Linked DNA regions of Gossypium hirsutum: region 1 is linked to region 2. The links are chromatin contacts, called in public Hi-C maps. All regions are on one chromosome and are shown on one strand. Each heading gives the region's core, a stretch centred on a gene start, on an enhancer-like site or on the middle of the called end of the contact. The rest is flanking DNA. Distances are from core to core; before and after follow the strand shown. Region 1 has its middle 18 kb from the start of LOC107955162. Region 2 holds the start of LOC107955160 (coronatine-insensitive protein 1).

Evidence for each region. A called contact is a pair of places that touch in the nucleus more often than the background predicts.
Region 1: a Hi-C map of leaf shows a contact between it and region 2, with 2.9 times the contacts expected there. The contact joins the enhancer-like site here to the promoter of LOC107955160 in region 2. A contact is called at or near these places in 7 of 34 Hi-C or Micro-C datasets (callus, leaf and petal).

The regions. Positions count from the first base shown.
Region 1 is chrD04:12,884,035-12,890,650 of Gossypium_hirsutum_v2.1, forward strand. No RefSeq gene overlaps it. Among protein-coding and RNA genes, the nearest start is that of LOC107955162, 18 kb to the right of the region's middle. Within about 2 kb of position 4,882, at least 4 of the 9 cell types and tissues checked have an H3K27ac peak or open chromatin away from gene starts, as enhancers often do. A contact at or near this core is called in leaf, where this site is marked.
Region 2 is chrD04:12,828,087-12,835,031 of Gossypium_hirsutum_v2.1, forward strand. LOC107955160 (coronatine-insensitive protein 1) reads right to left here and starts at 1,710. Exons shown (of 3, transcript XM_016890889.2): 1 at 848-1,710. The coding sequence starts at 1,344.

The DNA.
Region 1 (6,616 bases), core at 3,632-6,131, 59 kb after region 2:
GGAGTATTTATAGGCATGGTAATTTTTTTTCCAAAGAAGTCTATGCTCTTGAGTAGGGGTGAATCCATAAAGGGACAAAATTGAATTATAAATTTTTAATAGGTCAAAATATAAATTTATCATGTATTAATTTATGATTTTATTATGTTCTGAAAGGGCTTAATAGAATTTCTTTTTCTTTTTTGGGGGCCAAAGTGCAATTTAATCATAGACTAATTTATAATTTAAATATTTCTTAAGGAGCCTAATAGCAATTTTTTCATTTTAGTTGGCCAAGGCCCTTGCCTGCCCTCTCTAAATTCACCCTGCGCCGACATCAATTTATGAGAGAACTAGGTTAAGTTAAATAGTTAAAATTCAATTTCAAGCTAAACTCATATACATGCATCTAAGGTTTGGTTAATGGTGAAAACATAAATACATATAAGATTGACACTCGTTGGTATTGAGATCTACATAATATATTATTAGAGTTAGGTTTACGATAAATGATGAAATGTTAGATACATATAAACTCACACATGTGGACGTCGAGCTCAATATAATTTATATATCAAAGTTAGGTTTAAGGTAAATAATGAAAACTTAAACACGCGTAAATTTAACATCAACGGATGTCGAGCTCAGTTTCATGTATTAATTAGGGTTTAACTCCCAATAAAAAATATTAATTTATTATCTCTTGCGTATTTATGTAACTCAACACTCATAGTATCATCATTGCATACTTATTACTCAAAATTTATTGAGGTGATAAGATTTTGTGGCGCAGATTTCATAATTGAACTTGATATTTGTAGAAAAGAAAAGTTAGAGACACATATTAAAGAATAATAAATATTTTGACTATATTAAAATCAAAACATCATAAATATATAAATAATAAAATGTAAATATAAAATTTAATCTTAATTACTATTAAATTAAAAGTAAATTAAATAAATTAGTTTATATTTATTATATACTACATGTCAAATTTTCAAAAATGCTCGATAGGCTGTTCATATAGAAAACCTTTTCCTTTTCCAGAAACTTTGGTTATACGTATAAGATTCTCTATATTAATTAATTATTTTCTTAAATGCTTATTTTTGAAATAACGATACACAAATATAGTACAATGGATGCTTTAAAAAATTACATTATATAATTATTAACAAAAATGTTAGATTATATCATTAGATTCAAATATAATTTTATTATTTTAATATCTAAGTTTGTGTTTCTAAATGATTTAAGAAACATATTTTTCTTACCAATACTGTTGACACCATTTTTTGATAAAACGGAGTTGACTTGGGTTTTGAAAAATAAAAATGAATGTGTGAGTCGCCACCAATCTTTTTTGATGAGGTGTGATCGGGTCACCTCGAAAAGATATTATTTTAATAAACAATTTGATTTATTAAAACAATAATTTCGGTCTACGAAATTCAAAAAAAAGGGTTCGGGAGTCGATTACGTACGAGAAAAATTAGCACCCTCGTAACGCCCAAAATTGGTACCTAATTGATTAATTAATGTCTTAGTGTCGAAGATTGAAAACTTTAAAAAGATTTAAAATGTTATCCTTGTATTAAAAAATGTATAAATCAAATCAGCCGTTAAGACCCTTTTATTTCGGAGAGAGAAAATGTCATACCCAATGAGTTAGGGCATGATATTTCACCTCCTAAAAAATGAGCTTGTCCAAAAACTTGTACAATAAAATTTAAAAGGATATTCAATTGTTTAAGACAGATGAATAAATCATAGCCCAATACGTTAGGGCACAATTTCTCAAAATTCTAAACATTGAATATTGCTCTTATTATTATTTTAGAAAAATCTTCATCTCGAGAAAGCAACGTGTCATATCCAATGCAATAGGACACAATGTATTGAATTCCCGATAATGAGATTTTTATTTATGTTTTTTGATTAAAGAGCATTCTCAATTATTTAGATTCAACGAAAAAAATTGGAACCCAATACGTTAGGGCTCGATCCTCTCAAAGATCCCAAATATCGAGTATTGCCTTTATTTTCAAAATTTTTTTTTACGAATCTAGGTAAAAATTGATGTAATAGAATAACAATTATAATAATTTAAGTAAAAATAATACGAACAAAAACAAAATAAATAAATATGAAGACAAACATATATAAAAAAATCTATCAGGTAAACAATAACATGTAAATAAACAAATAAAAAACTAAAGCATTTAAAATAATAATAATATTAACAATAATAATAATAATAATAATAATAATAATAATAATGAACATGTGAATAAATAAATAAATGAACATCAAGTAAAGCAATAATAATAACAAAGAAAATAGATAAAAATTATTAATATATATATAAAATATATGTATATATATATAAGAAATATATGTGTATAACAAAGTTTATAATTAAAAGATATAAATGGGTAAATAATAATAATAATATTTTGAAAGTATAAAAAAAACTTGAAGTAAATAATAAATAATAAAAATGATATAATTAGACAAATATACATATATAAAAAATAAACAAATGAAATAAATTATAAAATATACTAATTCATGAAATAATAAAATAATGAATATGTATATGAAAGGGAGATAAAACAAATAATAACAAGCAATAATAATAATAGTAATAATATATTAAAATGGTTAATTTAGTGAATAAATAATTAAAATAACAAATGGATGATTAAATTAAAATTAAACAAAGTTTTAGGCCTGAAATCGAAAATGGAAACAAAGAAAAGGATTAAATTATGACACTCACGAAAAAGAGGGGGACCAAAAGGGAAATATTCCTGCCCCTCAAAACGTTGAGTTTTAGTGTGGACCAAAATGAATAGGTTCAAAATAGATAGGGTAAATTAAAAAATAAACGAATGAAATTAAAACAGTGGGAAAGAACGAGGGATCAATAGGGCAAATATCCCTCACAGACCCAGAATACGCGAATTTGATCCCGCTCGGGTCGAATCATCAGGTGCGCGGGTCAGAGAACCTTAAACGACGTCGTTTTGGGGCTCCCGTAACCCTCCTAAAACGGCGTCGTTTCTTGTTGTTTATAAAGGCTAAAAAAACCCTAAAAAAAATTTTAAACAGCCACCACAAAAAAGAAAAGAGAGCATTTCTCTGCTCTGTAGTCGTCTGAAGTCCGGCCTAGGGCTCCGCCCTTGCGCCGCCTTGTCTCCACCGTAGGCGGTGGTTAACGATGCGCAAAAGGGCATTTTTAGCCCTTGGCTCGTAAGATCTTTGAAAGTCCAACCCTCTCAACCCCGAAGAATCGGAAGGAGGAGGTTCTCGACGATCTTTGGATTCGGCTCCGACAACGGAGGAGGACCCTCCGATGGTGCAAGAACGATGCGTATCCGGTAAGTCCTTCTTCCCCTCTTATTTATTATTTTCGTTTATACGCGTAAGAAAGAAAAACAAAAGAAAAATAGATCTTATGCCGAAAAGAAAAAAAAGGAATCACCTTGAATCTTTTTTGTGCTTTTTATTTCTTGAATCTTTTTTGGAAAAAAGAAAAGGAAGAGCCTTACAGATGTAAAGATCGGTTTTTAAACCGATTCTCCCCCTCAAAAAATACAAAAACTATTCTTTTCTTTCTTTCTATTCTTTCTGTCACTGCTTTGGTTACTTTGCAGGTACTTGATGGTGGCAAGTGGCGGTGGGTAGGTGACAGAGGGCAGGGAGTAGGTGCGGATGGGACGTGATGAACGGCGGTAGTAGAAGCAAGTAGGGGTGCGGCGCTATGGCGGTGGCAGAGACTAGGGTTCCGAAACCTTAGTTTTTATTGGGTTTGGGCCATGTTTGGGCCTATTTTGTAAATGGGTTTTGGGTTTTATTTTGGGTATTGGGTCTTGTTGGGCCAAGTGGGTTATTGAGCTGATGTTTGGGTCATGGGTGTTGGGTTAGTGTTTAGGTGGGTTGGGTCTGTTGGGCTAAGTTTGTAATTGGGCTGAGGTTTGGGTGTATTAGGTTGGTAATTTTTGTTTAGTTTTTGTTTGCCTTGGCCCGGGCGAAATTGGACTTGTACAAATATAATGAATTTAAAAATTTATTTATTAATCATTAGGAAAATTAAAACTTTTATAAGTAGGATTGGAATCTTCAACTATATTTTAAAATATAAAAAAAGTAAATAAATGAGACTTATCACCATTCTATTTCTGTTTTTCAAATTTTTACTTTTCACGTATCCTCTACTTAATAATAATTCTTATTATTTTTTAATATTCAATTTAAACATGAAAAATAAACAAGTATAACTAAATATTTTTTATTCTCTATATCCATTTTAAGGTACATATTTAGGGTTTGTGATTATTCTTTCTAATAATATTATTTTTAAAATTTAAATTTAGTTTTTTTTAAGAATGTAGTGTGTCTACCCACTTGTTGGTAGTATATATAATTTATTGTATAGAATAATCTAATTTTCAAAATAAATTAAGGCTTAAAAGGTATAAAAAAATCCTCAAACTTTTTTTAAAAAAAAACAATTAAATTATTGTGATTTTTTTTTGCACTCAATTGGATATTTAAATTATCAAAATACATCAAAAAATCCCTTTGACCATTAACATGTTATGGTTGACTATTAAAATTAACAACACCCGTTATTTTTTTCTTTTCCAATTATCTCTATCATGTGTCACGTCGTGATTGATGTGTAGAAAATAAAAAAAATTAAATTTAAAGTTATTATCTTCACTATATGTCACGTGTCACGCCGTTATTGTGATACGTGGAAAACGATAAAAAATTATTTAAAAAGCTATAAAAGAAGGTAATAAAAATTACCTTGGTTATAAGGACAGCGGCGGCAGCAGCATTACCAGCATTGTGTAGAATTAATCACCAACAACCAAACGATAGCGACGAAGTCTTGCGAATCCAGCGGCTTCCCGTCACCGTTGGCTAAAGCAATGGCCATGATTGCAGCAGCTTCCATAACCCATGGCCATGACAAGGGATTCCACATGAACCCCCAAAACTTGAGAATTTTGTTCATTTTTAAAACATAATTTTAACATCTATTATGATTCGGACGTAATTAATATCGAAATTAAATCCGTGCGAAAGACCTTTTTCTCTTCGAGCTTGTGGGGGCAGAAAATCTGAAGCCTGTTGGCACCCTCGTCCGAGCTTAATCCTTCTCTGGTACATTTCAGCCGTTCAAACACTTCCTCGATGGGGATTTTTTTTCCTATAAACAAAGTATATTCCACGGCATTTAAATGAAAATTTATTAATACTTTTTTCTCAAATTTTGACATTAATAAATTCATTCCATCATTCATAATATATTTTCATAAAAAAGGGAATTTTTTATTTTTTTAAAAAAATTGGTAAAAATGTTTTTCTATTTTCTAAATAATTTTTAAAATTTTCAAATAAAATTTAATTTTTTTTACATTTTTTATATATTTTTTATTTTAATAATTTTTAACATTTTCCGTCATGTGTCACAACCTGTGATACATGATGGAAATAACTGAAAAAAGAAAGAAAAAAAAAACAAAGAAAAGAGTATTGTTAACTTTTAAGGGTCAACTATTAATTTTAACAGCTAAAAAATCTTTTTAATGCTTTGACAATTCAAATATTCAATTAAATGTAAAAAATAAAATCTTAGTTACTATTTTTTTTAAAGTTGAAGAACTTTTACCTACTTAAACCTTAAATAATTATATAACACATCACAGTTTTAATATTATACACATATGGCAATATTAAGTCATGTATCAAGGAGATTTCCCTTTTTTTTTTCCTATCCAAAAACGTTTTTCTTATCGGCTAAATCTGAAAAACAAATGTTGATCTCAAAAAATATTTAGGTAAATGTAACATTTTTTTTGGGTATATAGAGAAATAGACTAATTTTAGAGAAAGAAATAGAAAACGCATCTTATAGGGCGTATTTTTTGATTTTTTAATATATTAGCTTTTTTGGTTAGATGTTTAAATGTTAGTAATTTTGTCTTTTAAGTCTCGAGTTCAATTCCTCTCTTACCTACATTTTTTTTATGTTGTTTTGAGCTTTACTTTTATTTTTAATTATTATTTTTAACATGTTAGCTTTATTTGTTAGATGATTAAATAATAGTAATTTTATCCTTGAGTTCTAGGGTCGATTCCTCTTCTAAGCTCATTTCTTCTAAGCTCATTTGTATTTTCTATTTCATATTGTTTCAATTTTTTAAAATTAATATTTTTAATTAATAAATATATATTTTTTAAGTTCTTTATATTTTAAATTCATTTTTAATTAATAACGCTTTTATTTATAAATTAAAAAATCATTTTCAATTATATAATAATATATATTATGAAATTGATATTTAACATTATATTAAATATATTTTATTTTTTTAAAAATCAACTAATTTTTTTTATATATTTTTATTTTTATTTTTATATAATATTTATATGTCAAATATTTATTTTCTCCACCTATATTGTGGGTAGGGTGAATTCTAATATTATAAAATCAAATAATTATTTCAAATATCATTATTATTTTTATAAGTAAAATATTTCAAATTTCAGTGCTTTTTCATTTATATTGTGGATATGATATTTCAAATATTTTTATATGTTCAATTAATTATTTCAA
Region 2 (6,945 bases), core at 460-2,959:
GCTTCATGACATGGCATCGCAATGGTCCTATGCAACTACAAGCAGTACAAAACAAAACCAAACTTTCACCTATGCTCCTCCCCTGACTTGACTAGTCACTAACTCCTGAAGGCCAAGAAATCACGTAGACCCCATACAGTTTCATGCAACTTTCGCACATATGCAATCAGGATGTTTCATCATTCATACCTATTTTCCATTGGTTCTACAATCGTAAAATGTACCAACACTACACAATCATGCACTACAAACAAAACCAAATTTTCCACAGTTGCTTCTTCCCTGACTAGACCAGTCACTCCTAAAGATTCGGGATTCAAATGACCGCATACAGTGTCATGGAACTTTCCCACATATGCAATCAAAATGTTTCATCGTTCAGATTGATTTTCCATCAGTTCCACATTCAAACAAACGCAGTAACAACCACATCTATAAATGCGATGCTTACAGGCTGAGGAGAAGAAAGATTTTCCTCGACTTCAAACGCTTGAACTAAACAGTTACAAATAGAAGTAATTGGGATTGAATACATGTTTCATTAAACATAACCACTTCCAATAAACACAAATCGAAATATTCCTACAATTCAACTCAACCAAACTCAAGTAAACTAAGATAAGGTTTAACCCCCAAGTAGTTGGAAGTTACTAAATCAGTCCTCTTTACTCGATTCCACTGAGTTCAATCCATATTTGATCATTTTCAGCAGATGCTCCAACTAAAAGAACTTTCAACAATGAATTAAAGAACGAATTTCATCGGGCTTAAGCCTAAGCTTGACTAATTTCACAAAGAAACAAGAACCCATAGTTGCACAAGAATTAAGAAAGGAAGAAAAAGTTACCGGCACAAACGGCCAACGTGCAAGAGACCATCAGTAGAAAAACCAGAGCATTTATCAAGCTTCAAAACCTGCAAAACCTTCCCTCTAGACCTAGCCAAAACTTCCAGATCCGAATCTTTAACAATCATTCTTCTGAAATGGACGGCTTTCAAGCAATTGAAATTCTCCGCTATTTCATTCACCCACGGTGTAACGTACCCACCCCAATCTTCAGGTATCAAATTAAACATCGCCGCCCGAGGCTTCCCTTTCAATTTCAAGGATTCCAAGTGACGGAACCGTCGCCTCAACCGATCGGGACTCGTCGTGTAACAAAGCGCGATCGTTATGTGCTTACGAGTCAGCGCGTCGAGCTCGTACCACCGCCTGCAAACTAGAGATACGGCGTCGCGGTCTTTCGGGTCGTCGATGTACGGCATCACGCAGCCTAATACGACATCGGACATACCGGGTTGTGACGTCATCGTTTTGTGCAACTTGTTACCATTTTCCTCCATCTAAAAAAATCTTTTTTAAAGGGAAATTAAAATCAAAACGGTTTTTAAACCGAAACGGACAAAAAAGAATGGATCGATCTGAAATAAGAAAGTAAACACTTTTTTTTCGGAGCTCTGTTTTATTTGTTCATAAAAGAAAAGGCGGTAGGATCCGAAACGAAACGGAACTCAACCGGCGATAAAACGAATCGGGTCAGATGAGGATCGGGTCGAGAAGGCATAGGGAAGAAGAGATTGTTGATTGAGCACACAGAAAAGCGAAGAGAAAAGAGCTGAGAAAAAGTTTCAGTAGATAAAGGAGGGTCGAAATGGACGGCCGAGATTCATTAGAAAAGAAGATCCAAGTGAAAAATATAATTATAGGATCAGACCAGACAATTCAGCTGCTCTAAATTAAAAATACAAAAGAAAATAGTATTGCAACCAATTAGTGGAGACTGAAAAATAAATTTAATAATTTTTGATTGGTTGCGTCAGTATTGGAAGTATTAAATTATTAATTATATTCTGCACCCAGCAGTTGTCATTGTGGCCTTTCTTAATTCTTTCAATTATATTTTTTTTCGTAAAAAATGTTGATTAAAAGCAGCTGCTATTTCGTGCTTTTCTTTTCTTTTTTTTTTTTGGTAAAAATGAAAGAAGGTGGGAGAAACCCAAGGAATTAACCAGTACAGTTAATGTCTATCCCTAAGCTCTCTTGTAGTAGAACCAAAACCATTTCCTGACTGAGAGTAAAAACCAATGGGGTTCTTCTTGGTTGATCTAGACAAGATATCAGTTGCCCTATTTGCTTACAACTTAATCTCCCAACTTTGGACCAACAGCTCGCAAATATCCTATACAAGCTACCAGGTACCTTGTTTTGCTCTTTTCATATGCATTTCATGTTAGTCTTGAAGTAACGCCTTTCCTTTCAATCTAGTTACATCTTATACAAGCTCGTGCTGCTAGTTTCCCACTTCTCTTCCAATGTGGCATAGGATAGGAGTAATACTTCATTTCATATCTCCTTAGAAAAGGACACCCAAAGAAAATGTGGCTTTTGGTTTCTTGTTCCACATGACAAATTTCATTAATGTGTGCCTTTGGTATGTAGTCTGTCACGAATGACCATCCAAATTATGAAATGAATGCTTTCAAATATGAACTGAGAACCACAAAACCAATTTTGTCCCATTCCACATGTTCTTAACATACTCATATTTTCTCCTCAAAATTTAGCCACTATATATTTGTCACTAGGGAACCTCCAAACAACACAATTCTAAAACACAATTTTTTTTTGCAACATCATGCATTTGTAACAAGTTCCTCCAAATCCAACTATAATTCCAAGTAATTAACACCATGTTTGGTTGACATGAATAACCAAACGATTCCTGGCTGATTTGGTGATAAACAGTTATTCATTAGTTTGATTCATTGAATCCTTCATTCTACGAAATCTCATTCATTACCCATTCCACCTTCTCCCGTAATGGCCATTCCCCACCAAACCCAAAGAATAGGACAAACGATTCCTGGCTGATTCGGTGATAAACAATTATTCATTAGTTTGATTCACTAGGGGTGAGCATTTGATCGAATCGAATCGAATCGAATCGAAAATTTTCAAGTTAATCGAGTTTTCAAATCTCATTTTATCATCCTAACTTTATTTGAAGTTTTCTCGAATCGAGTCGAGTGAGATGGAATTCGAATCGAATCGAATCGAATCGAATATATTTGTTCGAATTAAAATTTAAAAAATAATTTAGGTCCTTGTAACCACTGTCACCCATCGTAATAAAATTTGTCCACCTTAATCAAATTTTTTATTAACTTTCATCACCTCATAATTTATTTATTAATTTTTTATATACTAGTTAGCTTATTTGTTTGCTTAGTTGTTTCAATTATCATCAGATTCTTGTCACTATGTATTTTGGAATTAAAAAATATATTAAATATAAAAAAATGATTTTTTAATAAAAGTTATTTTAAAAATAAAATGTGAAATTGTTACCAATATAAAATTTTAACACGAATATTTTATGGCATAATTAAGAATTCAATTTTAATATAAATATTCAATATGACTAAACAATTCAATAATATAAATAATATAAAATATGAAATTTAATTTAATAATATAAATAGTATATATAAATAAAATTAGTACTATTTATGTTTAGTGATTTTTTTGGATAATTTTGATTTTTTATTTGAGAGTAAAGGGTGAGAAGTAAAAGTTTAGGGGGAAAATAAAAAGTTTTGGGGAATAAAAGTTTGAGGGAAAGTAAATAGGGGGAGTAAAATTTTGGAGGGAAAATATTAAAAAAAATTGGAAGGGGGAGGGTTTGGGGTAGATGGGAGGTGGGATGGGAAGAGAATAAAAGTTTTAGGGGAAAAGTGGGAGGGAGTAAAAATTTTGGGGGAGAATAAAAGGTTTTGAGGGTTTTTGAGAGTAAAATTTTGAGAAAAAGTAAATGGAAGAGTAAAATTTTGGTGGGAAACGGATTTTGGGTAGATTGGGGGGTTGGGAGGGGAGGAGAGTAAAAGTTTTTGGGGGAAAGTGGGAAAGAGTAAAAGTTTTGAGGGAAAAGTAAAAAAGTTTGGGAGTTTAGGGTAAAAATGTAAAATATTATAGTTTGATACTCGAATTATTCGAATTATTCGAGTTATTCGAATTCGAAAACTCAACTCGATTTGAACTCGAAATTCGAAAAAAATTCGAATTGATTCGAATAACTCGATTAACTCGAATAACTCGATTCGTTTAACTCGAAATTCGAATTTTTTTCAATTTTTTCGAGTCGAATCGAGTTTTGCTCACCCCTATGATTCACTGAATCCTTCATTCGACGAAATCTCATTCATCACCCATTCCACCTTCTCCCGTAATGCCCATCCCCCACCAAACCCAAAGAATAGGACTACACAACCACCACCGAATAAAGAAAAAACATAACCTCCCATTCTTACCCTTTACCACTCTCCTTCATCAAACACCTCAAGCCACCACACCCCCAGCCCTATCTCCTCATTCCCGTTCGGTTATTCTCATCCTACGACGATCTTCGAAATTGTCAAAAGCTTCCCCAAAGCTGAGAATTTCATCTCTTTGCTTCTTTGCTTGTATTCACTAGTAGGGAGCTGTGAAAAAAAAATGAGTTTTCGAAAAAAAAATTTGGTCAATTGGTTGATCCGATTGTTTTAGGGCAATTTAGGTTAGAAATGTAAGCTTTTTGTTTTCAAATTGCATTTGGTTTTTATGGGCATTTCTGTTTATTGCAAGAGATTTTAGGTTGCTTGTCTCAATAGCAAGGGATTTCAATTTTAGGTTGGTATTTGTTGTTTGTGGTAAATGGGTAGTTGGGATTTTAGATTTTAAGCTCTGAATCAGTTACAAATTCTTTTAGCAAAAAAAAAAGTGAGACATGGGAGATGAGGAAATCGTTCAAGGATTCTCTCAAGAATCTTGAAGCTGATATTCATTTCGCCTATACCTTATAATTTCTTATTTCTTTTTCTTTTCCTAGGCTTTCTGTAGATGAGCATGATTCATCATGATTTTTTTCTGTAGATAGCAAGGGATTTCAATTTCAGGTTGGGATTTTTTGGGATTGTATCTACAAAGACTACAATTTTTTTCTATTCGATATTTGCTCTATCAGTGCATCAGTGATTTCCTTTTGGATTCTTCTTTTGATTTGAGCCTTCCTAGTTTAATTTTTTTTATTTTGGCTTTTTTGTTTGTTTTAGGTTTGAAGTTAAATTTTATTTTGTAGCGAAGTTCATTACTCTGCTGCTTGAATTTGCTTCTTTTCATATTTGTTAGAATGTAAAATGTTCGATCATTTGCCTCAATGAAAATTGAACCTTGTTTGCATATTTGGGTTTTCATCTTCGATGTCGTTGTTTCTTCCTTTGATGTTGTTGGTCTAGTAAAACCTTCCATGATATGGAATAATATTATTGAAAAAGTGTTTACTCTGCTTACAGAGCTTATTGAGATGCTTACATGGAATTCTTGCTTCTCTTTACTTCATCATTTGAACTGCATGGTGAAGATAAACTATAAGAGACAAAGTTAGAAGTTGGGTTTCATTTAATATTATATTAACTTGAGAATTTAGGCCGAAGCCCTTGTGTTTTATGATATGACAATTACTTTATTTGCTATATACATTTGCAACATATCCTCAAGAATTCAGATACATCTCCTCTGCATCAACTCAATTGAAACACTGTTTCTTATCTTTTTCTTTGTTATGAAAACACCCATTTCGTGAGTGAATGAGGGGTAGAAGAATCAAATAATGGGAACTTATTTAGGTTCAAGTATGTAAATATACATATTTCGAGTTGACCTTGAGATGTTTAAATGAAGGTTTAGGCCATTCATTTTGTTATGTTCAACCTTTCTATAGTCGATTCTCCTACCATTACACCATCGAATTATTAGCATCTAGGGTAAAATTGTGTTAGTTCAATCTTCATATTTAAGTTGCACAGATGTATGATGTCTAAGAAGCACCATGTCTTTTGAGCCCTAATTGCTTTAAGATTATCAATGTCTGAATTCCTAAGCACCATTTACTTATATTTTGTTGTACCAGATATTATTTTTTTCACGTGGGTCAGCTTTGTTTGCGAACGAATGCTACTCTTCACTTCTTTTGGTTTCATGTAATTTTAGGCTTCGTCATAGAGGACAATGAACCAAATATCATAAGTATTCATCCATCGGATGCCTGAGCTACTTGGACGGTAAAAGTAGCCAATCAAATGTTCTATGAATGGCAAGCATCTAGAAATTAGTTAAGTTTATTAAAACATAGTAGAAGGTTAATTTGTTTATGTTATTTCATGTATCTAGTTTATGAAACTTTGGTGTTGTTTGTATTGTCTTTATGTATTGTACTGGACTTGTTGAATTACAACTTTAATTAAATTAATGTATGAACATTATGTTTGGATGTAAAATATATTTCTCAAGCTATATTTATTACTTCTAATCCTTTTCTTTTTAGTTTAGAAAGTAATTAAATTATTTGTTTCGCTAATGATATTCTAGCACATTAAGTATGCATTGCAGTTTGAAAATAATAAAGTAGGCTATATATTATTTTTCTAATATTATATATTATTTTTATTAGTTCATATTTTAATAATAATTATATTAAATTATTTATTATTTTTATTAAATTATATTTAATTAAAATTCTATTAAAATTTAATAACAATAACAATAACAATAATATTTACTTAAAAAAATCAATTATGGGTACTTCGGTCATTTCAATTTTTTCCTTATGCTATTACAACATCTATTTCATTCAACCAAAAGCAAGAATACTATTATAATTTTATTCTATTCCATTCCATTCAACCAAATGCAAGAATACTATTATAGTTCTATTCTATCACATTCCATTCAACCAAACAATTGAATTATTGATTACAACTCTATTCCATTACAGTCTTATTTCATTTTAGTGAACCAAATATGGTGTAAAACTTTCCAAAAGAATTCCCCTTTAAGAATATAACTTTATGACCATGCGATCTATAAAGAACCAACTTTTACATTTAATGCCCATATGTGTTGTAGGATAC